Regions from separate parts of the Hordeum vulgare genome. Here all the other regions are linked to region 3. Evidence: chromatin contacts called from public Hi-C data. All regions are on one chromosome and are shown on one strand. Each heading gives the region's core, a stretch centred on a gene start, on an enhancer-like site or on the middle of the called end of the contact. The rest is flanking DNA. Distances are from core to core; before and after follow the strand shown.

Evidence for each region. Hi-C and Micro-C count contacts between places; a contact is called where the count stands out from the background.
Region 1: a Hi-C map of seedling shows a contact between it and region 3, with 4 times the contacts expected there. The contact joins the promoter of LOC123409481 here to the promoter of LOC123430630 in region 3. A contact is called at or near these places in 3 of 6 Hi-C or Micro-C datasets (leaf and seedling).
Region 2: a Hi-C map of seedling shows a contact between it and region 3, with 6 times the contacts expected there. The contact joins the promoter of LOC123430641 here to the promoter of LOC123430630 in region 3. A contact is called at or near these places in 1 of 6 Hi-C or Micro-C datasets (seedling) and 1 of 1 datasets of contacts at active chromatin or transcription factors (embryo).

What each region holds. Positions count from the first base shown.
Region 1 is chr1H:265,270,089-265,273,717 of MorexV3_pseudomolecules_assembly, forward strand. It overlaps LOC123409481 (receptor-like protein EIX2), which reads right to left and starts at 1,988. Exons shown (of 1, transcript XM_045102372.1): 1 at 410-1,988. The coding sequence starts at 1,864. The coding sequence ends at 500.
Region 2 is chr1H:266,761,083-266,764,313 of MorexV3_pseudomolecules_assembly, forward strand. LOC123430641 (heterogeneous nuclear ribonucleoprotein 1-like) reads left to right here and starts at 1,761. Exons shown (of 2, transcript XM_045114498.1): 1 at 1,761-2,101; 2 at 2,262-3,231. The coding sequence starts at 1,880.
Region 3 is chr1H:266,189,597-266,193,093 of MorexV3_pseudomolecules_assembly, forward strand. LOC123430630 (protein NRT1/ PTR FAMILY 5.2-like) reads left to right here and starts at 1,299. Exons shown (of 4, transcript XM_045114488.1): 1 at 1,299-1,539. The coding sequence starts at 1,383.

The sequences.
Region 1 (3,629 bases), core at 738-3,237, 920 kb before region 3:
AAACGGAGGTCAAAACTGTATTTTCTTTGTCCAAAAGATGAAAACGTAAAATTTTGCCACGGTGTGTGCGTATATAACCAAACAACCCAACTTGAAAAGATGGTGTGTCCATCAGGTCTGGTTGGGCTATGTGCAGACTACCAAACGCGTCCAAGTGAAGCCAATATATGCATGATACCATTTTTCCTCTTCATTACATGAGAAGTAGGGCAAAAAAGCTGGCTATTACAAAACAAAGTTAATAATATACTCCCTCCGTTCCTAAATATAAGTTTTTAAAAAGGTTTCATTAACGGACTACATACAGATGTATATAGACACACTTTAGAGTGTAGATTCATTCATTTTGCTTCATATGTAGACTTCTAATGAAATATCTTAAAAGACTTATATTTAGAAACGGAGGGAGTAGCATACTTAGGTACATACATACAGACATACATATATACACATAGATACATTCTTCTGATGGTACAACAAAGAAAGAAACAACTACAGTCTACGTATATCGATCATTATTGCTTTTTGAAATAAACTGGTCAAGATGTGACACCTTCTGCATAACCTTGGATTGCATGCCATCGACAGAGAAGAGAACAGCAGATCTCCACGTCTCAATCGAAAAGAGCAGCCCAAACCATAGCCAAAATCCAAAAACAACCCCAGCAGTCACACAGTAGTACAGCCACTGGTCCTCCCCCTCACTAGTTTTCTCATCCGAAGCAGGCGAAGTATTTGGACAATCCTCTAGAGGAAATCCGCAAAGGCCGGAATTGTTTCGGTAAAACGAAGGGTCGGTCAATGTCTGCATCTGGCTCCCAGTAGGTATCTTGCCTGACAAATGATTGTTCGAGATGTTGAATATGCTGAGCGTCGACAAGATCGAGATGCTCTGTGGAATGTGTCCTGAAAGCTCATTCCATGATATATCAAGAAATTCGAGATTCTTCAAACTGCCAATATCTTGAGGGATGCCGCATGACAGATGATTTCTTGACAGGTTCAGAAATCGGAGGCCCTGCAGTTTGGTTAATACTTCAGGGATGCACTGAGACAACATATTGCCTGACAGATCGATACCGGTCAGCAACCGGATCGTTCTTTGGAAAATGAGCTCCTGGCCCTTCCAGATTATATCGATTCTATCCTGATAATTCGACCCATCCAGCGATGATGCCGCACTCGACACGATTTCTGGATTCCTCATGGAGGCCAGGTTGCCGAATGCTACGGGAATTGCTCCTGTCAGCCTGTTGTTGGCAAGGTCGAGCAGCTGGAGTTTTGAGAGCCGCGACAACTCCGAAGGGATTTCTCCTGTGAAATCGTTTGATCTAAGGCTAAGGATTCTCAACGACGGAACCTTGGTCCCGATCCATGGAGGGATGGCGCCGAAGAACCTGTTACTCCCGATGTCGAGGGTGCCGAGCGAATCGCAACCCTCCACGACCGGCGGGAAGAGGCCGGTGAAGCTATTGCCGGCGAGATGGAGCGACTCGATGGAGCAGTTGTGACTTGCCTTGGCAGCGGGGATTTGGCCCGAGAAGGAGTTGTTGGAGAGGTCCATGAACTGCAGAGCCTGCAGATTCCACCAGCAGTCGGGGAGCTCGCCCGTGAGCTGGTTGTTGGAGAGGTCGAGGATCTGGAGGGAGAGGAGCCTGCAGAAGGCCGCGCCGGCGCCGGAGCTGTTGGAGGAGTTGCGGCTCCGCACGCTGAAGCTCTCGGGCACGGTGCCGCCGGAGAAGGTCTCGTGGTTTCCGTCGGCGTCGAGGTACATGCCCGTCGCCCGCTGGGCAGAGGGTAGCAGCAGGAGGCAGAGGGAGAGGCACAGCAGAGGTGTTGTTGAAGCTTGGGCGTGTCCTGCCATGGCTCGAGTTTCGACTTTCCAGTGGAGAGGTCTGGCAGCGAGTTCTTTGGTTTGCGCAGCGCCCACTTGTATGTCGTGGCTGTGGCAGGACCGGGCCGACCGGCAGCGAAACGTCGACGACGGAGACTGGGTGACATCGACGCCGTGGAATTCTGAAGCGCGGCATGCGTTTTTCACACGGCATTACCAGTGGACTGACTGACGGGAAAGTAAGATTCGGGATAGTCAGTGCAGGTAGCGACGACGAGACGCTGATGCTTTGCTTTGTTGCCGTACGCTCGCTGACCTCCTATTCGGCGCCTCAAGCGCCGAACTGGCGATCTGGCGCACATGTGTATCCGCATTTTGGGCCGGCCGAACAATCCTCCCTGCTGACTCTCGCTCGTTGGCCCAGCTTCTCGTTCGATCGTTTTGGTTTCGCCAGAGCAAGTAACTAGTGTTAGTCCGTACTTCTAAGATAAAAGAGCATAAGCCTTTTTCTTTTTATTACTATTTCCTCCGCTTAATGGATAACCATTTGCGCAGGCTTTCGCCCATTGCGGAAAATTCCCCACTGCTGCCTCCCGTAGGAGTCTGGGCCGTGTCTCAGTCACAGTGTGGTTGATCATCCTCTCGGACCAGCTACTGATCATCGCCTTGGTAAGCTATTGCCTCACCAACTAGCTAATCAGACGCGAGCCCCTCCTTGGACGGATTTCTCCTTTTGCTCCTCAGCCTACGGGGTATTAGCAACCATTTTTTCTTTCTTTAGAGTTTTCTATATGCACAATTTCTCGATGTTTCGATGAGAATTTCTTGACTTTCCATATATAGAAAGAGATAGACTATAAATGACAAGTCAGTCATTCACAACCACTGATAAAGGATTCCTCGAAAAGTTAAGGATTAGTAGTTCTTTTCAAAATCGATTTCGATTTGTCCTCATGTTTCGAGGTCTCAAGAAAAGGGCGTGAAAATAGATAGAAACTCTTGAATGGAAACAAAAGCTCTCCCAAACAAGAGAAAGAAACATATCTTTTTCATAGATATTTAGAATGAATATGTTGCCTCGTTATTTTTTTTTTCTTTTTTAAAGAAAAAAACTTAGTAATTATAGAAAATTAACTAATACTAATAACCAACCTATTGCTTCGTATTGTCGAGATCCTAACTAAGAAACAGTCACTATATGAATAAATACCTCTATCATAAATGAATTCGCGAGGAGCTAGATGAGAAGAAACTCTCATGTCCAGTTTTGGAGTAGAGATGGAACTAAGAAAGAGAACCATCGACTTAGTTAACCACCGTCGCTCTAACAAAAATACTTGTATGCACCAAAAACCTCGGGTTCCACGGGGTAAATCCATTAAAAAGGACAAATTTTAGCAGAAGGAGCTGCTACAGTTGGGGGGGAACTTGCTTTAGGAAAAAACGTATTAGTAGCTTATATGCCTCGTACATGGACGATAGTTGGAGTCGGCGGCTCTCCTAGGCTTCCCTCATCTGGGATCCCTGGGGAAGAGGATCAAGTTGGCCCTTGCGAATAACTTGATGCACTATCTCCCTTCAACCCTTTGAGCGAAATGTAGCAAAAGGAAGGAAAATCCATGGACCGACCCCATTGTCTCCACCCCGTAGGAACTACGAGATCACCCCAAGGACGCCTTTGGCGTCCAGGGGTCACGGACCGACCATAGACCTGTCCAATCCCAAATCAAGGATTTCTCGCTCTTGATCGGAGTCATAAACTAAAACTACCTTTTTATCCTTTTTATTAAGGTTA
Region 2 (3,231 bases), core at 511-3,010, 570 kb after region 3:
TCATTGTGGTGTAAAGCTCCGGGCAAGCATCGGGGTCTCCAATTAAGTTAGGGAGATTGCTCCGAGCATTTGTGGTCACCTCGAAGCCATATGCCATTGTGGTGAAGCTTCATGGTGTTGTTGGAAGCCTCCAATTAAGTTGTGGACATTGCCCCAACCTTATTTGTGCGGGTTCGGTGATCACCCTAAAGGGTCCCTTAGTGGAATTACGACATCTTACATTGTGCGAGGGCGTGAGGAGATTACGGTGGCCTTAGTGGCATCCCGGGGAGCATTGTGCCTCCACACCGCTCCAAACGGATATTAGCATCCGCAAGGGTGTGAACTTCGGGATACATCGTCATCTCCGCATGCCTCGGTTATCTCTTACCCGAACCCTTTACTTATGCACTTTACTTTGTGATAGCCATATTGTTTCTTGTCATATATCTTGCTATCACTTAGTTGTTTATCTTGCTTAGCATAAGTTGTTGGTGCACATAGGTGAGCCTAGTTGTTTTAGGTTTTGTGCTTGACAAATTAAACGTTAGTTTTATTCCGCAAGTGTTCAAGTCTAAATCACAATTATTTTAAAGAGCCTATTCACCCCCTCTAGGCGACATCCACGTCCTTTCAACAAGAATCTTAGCTCTAACCCTCAGATGCGATCCGGCCACCACACCATCCTTGTCACATCCACCTTCACCACCTCCCCAAGCGAGTTGCCTAGGGCATTCCCGAATGCCGCTGTTCGCTTGTCCGGGAGTAGATCAGTTACCTGGACCCAAATGTCGACAGTGTCAAAGATCATCTCCAATGGCCTTACATTCCCTTCAAATTCCTTCATGACGAGCATACTGAAATCGTATTGCCATGGCCCATTATTCATAACATGTTCCCAATCTCCTTGTGAGCCGAAGTGAACTTTAAAGATGTTTGAGCCCATATCACAGAATCGAGCTTCCTTGTGCAGACCCTAGGCTCTATGCATCGTCCTTTCCAACACAAACCTCTTGAGTGGCCGAGAAGAGCATACCTTTCCCACAACAGACCACCTAGATGGCACTGGCTTCACTTGTAGAGGTTCCTCAAAGACTAGCGCATCTGCTTCCTTGTCCAGCAGCATCAAGCCCCCCAATCTCGCATAGAGATTTGCAGCCGGATCCGGAGTTTTGCTCTCCACAGGGGACTTGAAAGACCCCCCGCTAGTTGAGCCCCCACCCGACGAGCGGGCGGGGTAGCCGCCGTCGTCATCTCCTTTGGGTTCTTCGCCTTCGCGGTCGATCCTTTTGCTCTCTCCGCCATCGACTTCGTCGCTAGAAGTGGGCAGCACCACCGGCCCGCAACCAAGGATGCGCCGTCGCACCCTTAGGCACCGTCGGATCCTCAACACCCCGAGCAAGAAACCCTAACCCTAGCGTAGCAGCGCAACCGCCTCGCGATCGCCTCCTATTGCCTCATAGTCGCTCCCGTGATGGACCCGCTCGACTTTTTTTTTTTTTGGGTTCGACCGGCTCGAACTCTTGAACCTATAATCACCAATGTTTGTGCTCCCAAAAGCCCTTCTACGAGAAAAAGAACTCCTGAAAGCCCCCATGAGTTATACTACTACTACCCCTTAATTTCCTAAAAAAAGAAAACTACTACCCCTCAAAAAGAAAAAAAGATATATTACTATTATGAGAAACCCTACTACAGTACTACGCCCACCGATTCCCCGTGCCCCCCCGCACCCCGCACGCGCCCTAAAATATCCCAAAGCCCCCCTCCACCCCCTCCCGAAGCCGAAATCCCCCAATTCCCCTCTCTCCCTCTTCTCTCTCTCTCCCTCCATCGCCCCCCTCCCGCCCCGCACCCCAGCGCGAGAGATTCCGAGGAGCGGCGCAAGGAGGCGGCGGAGATGGAGTCGGATCAGGGCAAGCTCTTCATCGGCGGCATCTCCTGGGAGACCACGGAGGAGAAGCTGCAGGAGCACTTCTCCAACTTCGGCGAGGTCTCACAGGCGGCCGTCATGCGCGACAAGCTCACCGGCCGCCCGCGGGGCTTCGGCTTCGTAGTCTACGCCGACCCCGCTTCCGTCGATGCCGCCCTCCAGGAGCCCCACACCCTCGACGGCCGCACGGTACCTACTCTCCCCCTCGCCTGGTCTCTTCGCCCCGCCCAAACCCTAGCGGGATATTCGCGTCGAATATTCGCTTCGGTCGCGTTCCGATCTACCCCGCTGCAGCGGCATAGGGTTGCGCTTGTTTGCTCAAGCGTGGGTTGTGGTTTTGTTGTCTCAGGTCGATGTGAAGCGGGCGCTCTCGCGGGAGGAGCAGCAGGCTACCAAGGCGGTGAACCCTAGCGCAGGAAGGAACGCCGGAGGCGGAGGTGGTGGTGGCGGCGGCGGTGATGCCGGCGGTGCCAGGACAAAGAAGATCTTTGTGGGCGGGCTGCCCTCCAGTCTGACAGATGAGGAGTTCCGGCAGTACTTCCAGACCTTCGGGGCTGTCACCGATGTTGTGGTGATGTATGACCAGACAACACAGCGCCCCAGGGGTTTCGGCTTCATTACCTTTGACTCAGAGGATGCAGTTGACCGTGTGCTGCACAAGACCTTCCATGATCTTGGAGGGAAGATGGTAGAGGTCAAGCGTGCTCTGCCCCGAGAGGCGAATCCTGGCTCTGGCGGTGGCGGACGTTCCATGGGAGGCGGGGGTTTTCATAGCAACAATGGGCCTAACTCCAATGCTAGCAGCTATGATGGCAGAGGCGATGCTGGCAGATATGGGCAGGCGCAACAAGGCAGTGGTGGCTACCCAGGTTATGGTGCTGGAGCTTATGGCAGTGCTCCAACTGGATATGGATATGGGCACACCAATCCTGGAACTACATATGGAAACTATGGGTCTGCAGGGTATGGAGGTGTTCCTGCTGCGTATGCTGGGGCTTATGGCAATCCAAGTGCCGCTGCTTCTGGTTACCAGGGTGGCCCTCCAGGCGCTAACAGAGGACCCTGGGGCAGTCAAGCTCCGTCTGGTTATGGCACTGGGGGTTATGCTGGCAATGCAGGCTATGGTGCATGGAATAGCTCTTCTGCTGGTGGGAATGCACCCACTAGTCAGGCACCTGGTGCAGCTGCAGGTTATGGAAACCAGGGCTATGGTTATGGTGGATATGGAGGAGATGCATCATATGGCAATCATGGAGGGTATGGGGCTTATGGGGGCCGGGGAGATGGTGCTGGAAATCCTGCTACTGGGGCAGCCTCTG
Region 3 (3,497 bases), core at 49-2,548:
AACCTTTTCTATGCATCCTGTCATCACCTTGGGCGGGGAGGAAAGACACCTTTTTGGGACGCCCCATGGTTGGGAGGGAAAAGACCAAAGAATATTGCCCCTCTCATATTTGCGGCATACCGACAGGAAAATTGGTTCGTGTGTGGGTGGGCATGATTAACACCTCCACCAACCTTTCGATTGGGCACGTTGTGGAGTACATTGACCTATGGATGCGACTCCAAGGCATACACCTACAACCGGACACCCATGACGACATCACATGGAAATGTGAGGCAAGCAGAGAATACACGGCGAACTACGCTTATAGGGCTCAATTCCTAGGCTCCATGTCCACTAAGATGAACAAGACCATTTGAAAGGTTTGGGAACCCCCAGGGTCAAGTTCATCTCGTGGCTGGCAATTCAAAACAGGATTTGAACTGCGGATAGACTAGAGAAGAGATGATGGAAGAACTGTGGGATATGCATACTATGAAGGAGGGCAAATGAGACAACGGATCACCTTCTCTTCAAATGTCGGTTCACAATGCGCATTTGGCAAATGATAAAAGCTTGGCTTGGATTTGTGGCGTTGGACATGCACACGTGGAGGTCAGAGTGCGACATCAAGCAATGGTGGACGAGCATGCCAAAGTCAAACACATCGAACAGAAAAGCCATGGCTTCTCTCACCATGCTTGTATGCTCGGTCATTTGGAATAAGAGAAACGATAAGGGTCTTCTGAAAGAAATCGACGCCGTTATTTTATATTTCAAAGATCATTCATTCAGAACGTGGCCAAGACGTGGACGACTACCGGAGTGAAGCACATGTGCACATTCATGCCGTGAGAATAGTATTTTGTTGTATTTTTATTTGATGGGTTAAGATATAAGGCCGGTTTCACTTACCAAAAACTATCCTTTTTAATTAATATATAAGATAAATCTTTTGCCTCAGTTTTTTCAAAAAATATATAGAAAAAATTTAACGGTTGGTTTCCACCCGTTTCACCGTACGAGTACTAATTTTGTTTAGCAAGTGGAGGGTGCAATGGTAAGTGCACATAATTGCAAGCCCACCAACTATGATTAACTTAGCCACCTCGAGGCAACAAGTCGTCCAAGAAATATGTTGAGTACGCAATCAGGTGCTCTTGGAGTCCCCCAAATGGCGTGTTTTCTTTTTTAGTTTTTGGTTGCGATGTCCAAAAACCCGCTGTCCAGACATTTTGGCACTCCCCGTAGTCCAAACCGCCACTTGCACAGTCGCTGGCCGCGAAGACCGGGCTTATAAATGGACAAGCACAGGAGCTCACGCAGGCACCCGGAAAGAGAAGTAGCAGCGCCCTGCCTGCAGTGCACACCCACCTTCCTCCCTCCCTCCCTGCCATACACACATGACACAGGGAGCGTCCATGGCGGGGACGACCCGGCTGGAGGCCGGCGGCGGCGGCAGCGACGGCGAGTACACGCAGGACGGCACCACAGACCTCCACGGCAACCCCATCCTCCGGTCAAAGCGAGGAGGCTGGAGAGCCTGCGCCTTCGTCGTAGGTATTTATACTTTAATCCATCTGCTCCACCTCTAAGTGCTTCTCCGGTTTGCTTCGGGTGCTTCTCTCAAGCTCCGGCCTCGTAGCCATGGCTTCTCCTCCACAGGCGTCCATTCCTTTCTTTTCTTCTGTTAAACCAAAAATAAAATAGTGATCTTGGAGGCTCATGTTAGTTGAGCAGTAAGTACGTGCGAGTTTATTTTCCTCTGCTGGCCACGTGCATAGATATGGCATGGGCAAGGGAATCATGAAATTGTTTGGTTACGATCGGATTGGCGATAGCTGAAGGGCAGGAACTGGCCATCCCATCCCAGTATTGGCACCCACGCGCTCTGTGGACATACGGCTGCCGTCTTCAGTAATGGATGCAGTACTAGCGAATTGACAAGCAAGACAAACCCGATCACAATAAATTTGCTATAAACCGGCGGTTGTTACAAAACCAAGGAGACAATGAATGGGCACTGTGCATATATTACTACCCTTAGAGTCCTAGGTTGCGGTGATACAAGTCAGTTTAGGATATTAGCAGTATTTGTTTAGTTCAAGATTTTGCCATCATAAACAGTGGCAGAAATGTGTTTAGGCCGAACACAGAAGCAACGACTTGGTTTTGCCATCGGCCAAACCAGAGTTTGGGGAGCAAAAAACATGAGTATTAGCAGTACTTGTTTGGCTCTTCTAAAATAAAAATAAAAATAAAAATAAACAGTACTACTTGTTTAGCCCATGTTCGTTTTAAAATTTTCTATCATCGGGGATTGTTACAATCGTTTGTGTTATGTATGTTGTATGTAGTCTCTGTTACTCTCTCCGTTCACAAACATAAGATATTTTGGATATTTTAAATATGGACTATATAGAGGATGAAATTAATAAACATCTTACAATAGTAAACTGAGGGCGTATATCGAAGAGTATGTATTATAATATATTTGACTTTCATGGTACTAGTATGTACTAATTTTCAGTATATTATTTTCTATGTATAAATACGAAGGTATTTTCAAAATATACTAAAAATCTATGTAGTAGTCACGTGCAATCATATTGCCCGCTTTGAAAAACCATAGATATAATATAGAAACGTACTAATTTGATAAGATAGTACTGTGTATATAGTAACACATGATAACATGTGAGAGGTGTGTGAAACTAGGATCTATGGAGAGAGAGAACTGAATTGCGGCCTTGTTAAGCATAGCCGGCTTGTCTGCTGCTAGTGGAACACATGTTTTGGAATTAACCGTGTGTACTAATCAACAATCACGAACCCACTTGTGATTTTCTGAGAGAACGAGCTGTACTTGCTATATTTATAATTGCTCATGGTAAGAACGATAAGCTCGCACATAATATCCAATTTACATCGGCCAAAACTGGCTGGATGATTACAAGTGTTCCGGTCCCTTTCGGAGGTCAACATTCGACAACAGTCCATTTTCCTTTGTTTTATTCCTGAAGCCGGTTCACACTTCACACCATGAACTTCGTATGGAAGATTTCCTTTTCTTTCAACACCAAAAAGATCCGATGGTAATTTTTTGTGGGATGCTTAAAGCAAGTACAATAGTATAGCCAGCTGCTGGCTATAAGCCATTGACATGTCATCTATAACCCGTCTTATAGCCAACATGTACAATAGTTCATTGTAAAAGTTTACTACTTCTTTATTATATGGTTCATCATTCATATTCACAAAATGCCTAGGAGCACGTGCTAGAGCTGGCTCTTAGCTAAGAGCCTGCTTACCTAATTATAAGGAGAAGCGCCGCATCACAGCTCTTCCATGCTGCGGCTTCCGCAGCCCCATGCGCATGCAAAAATCTTCCACCTCATGCGTACATCATCGCATTAAATTCTTTTTTGAATTTTAAAAATGATTTATCTCATAAATTAATAATTTTATTCAAGATTCGCTTTCACCGTTAGGTTCGTCTCGATGAGACCTTCAAAATA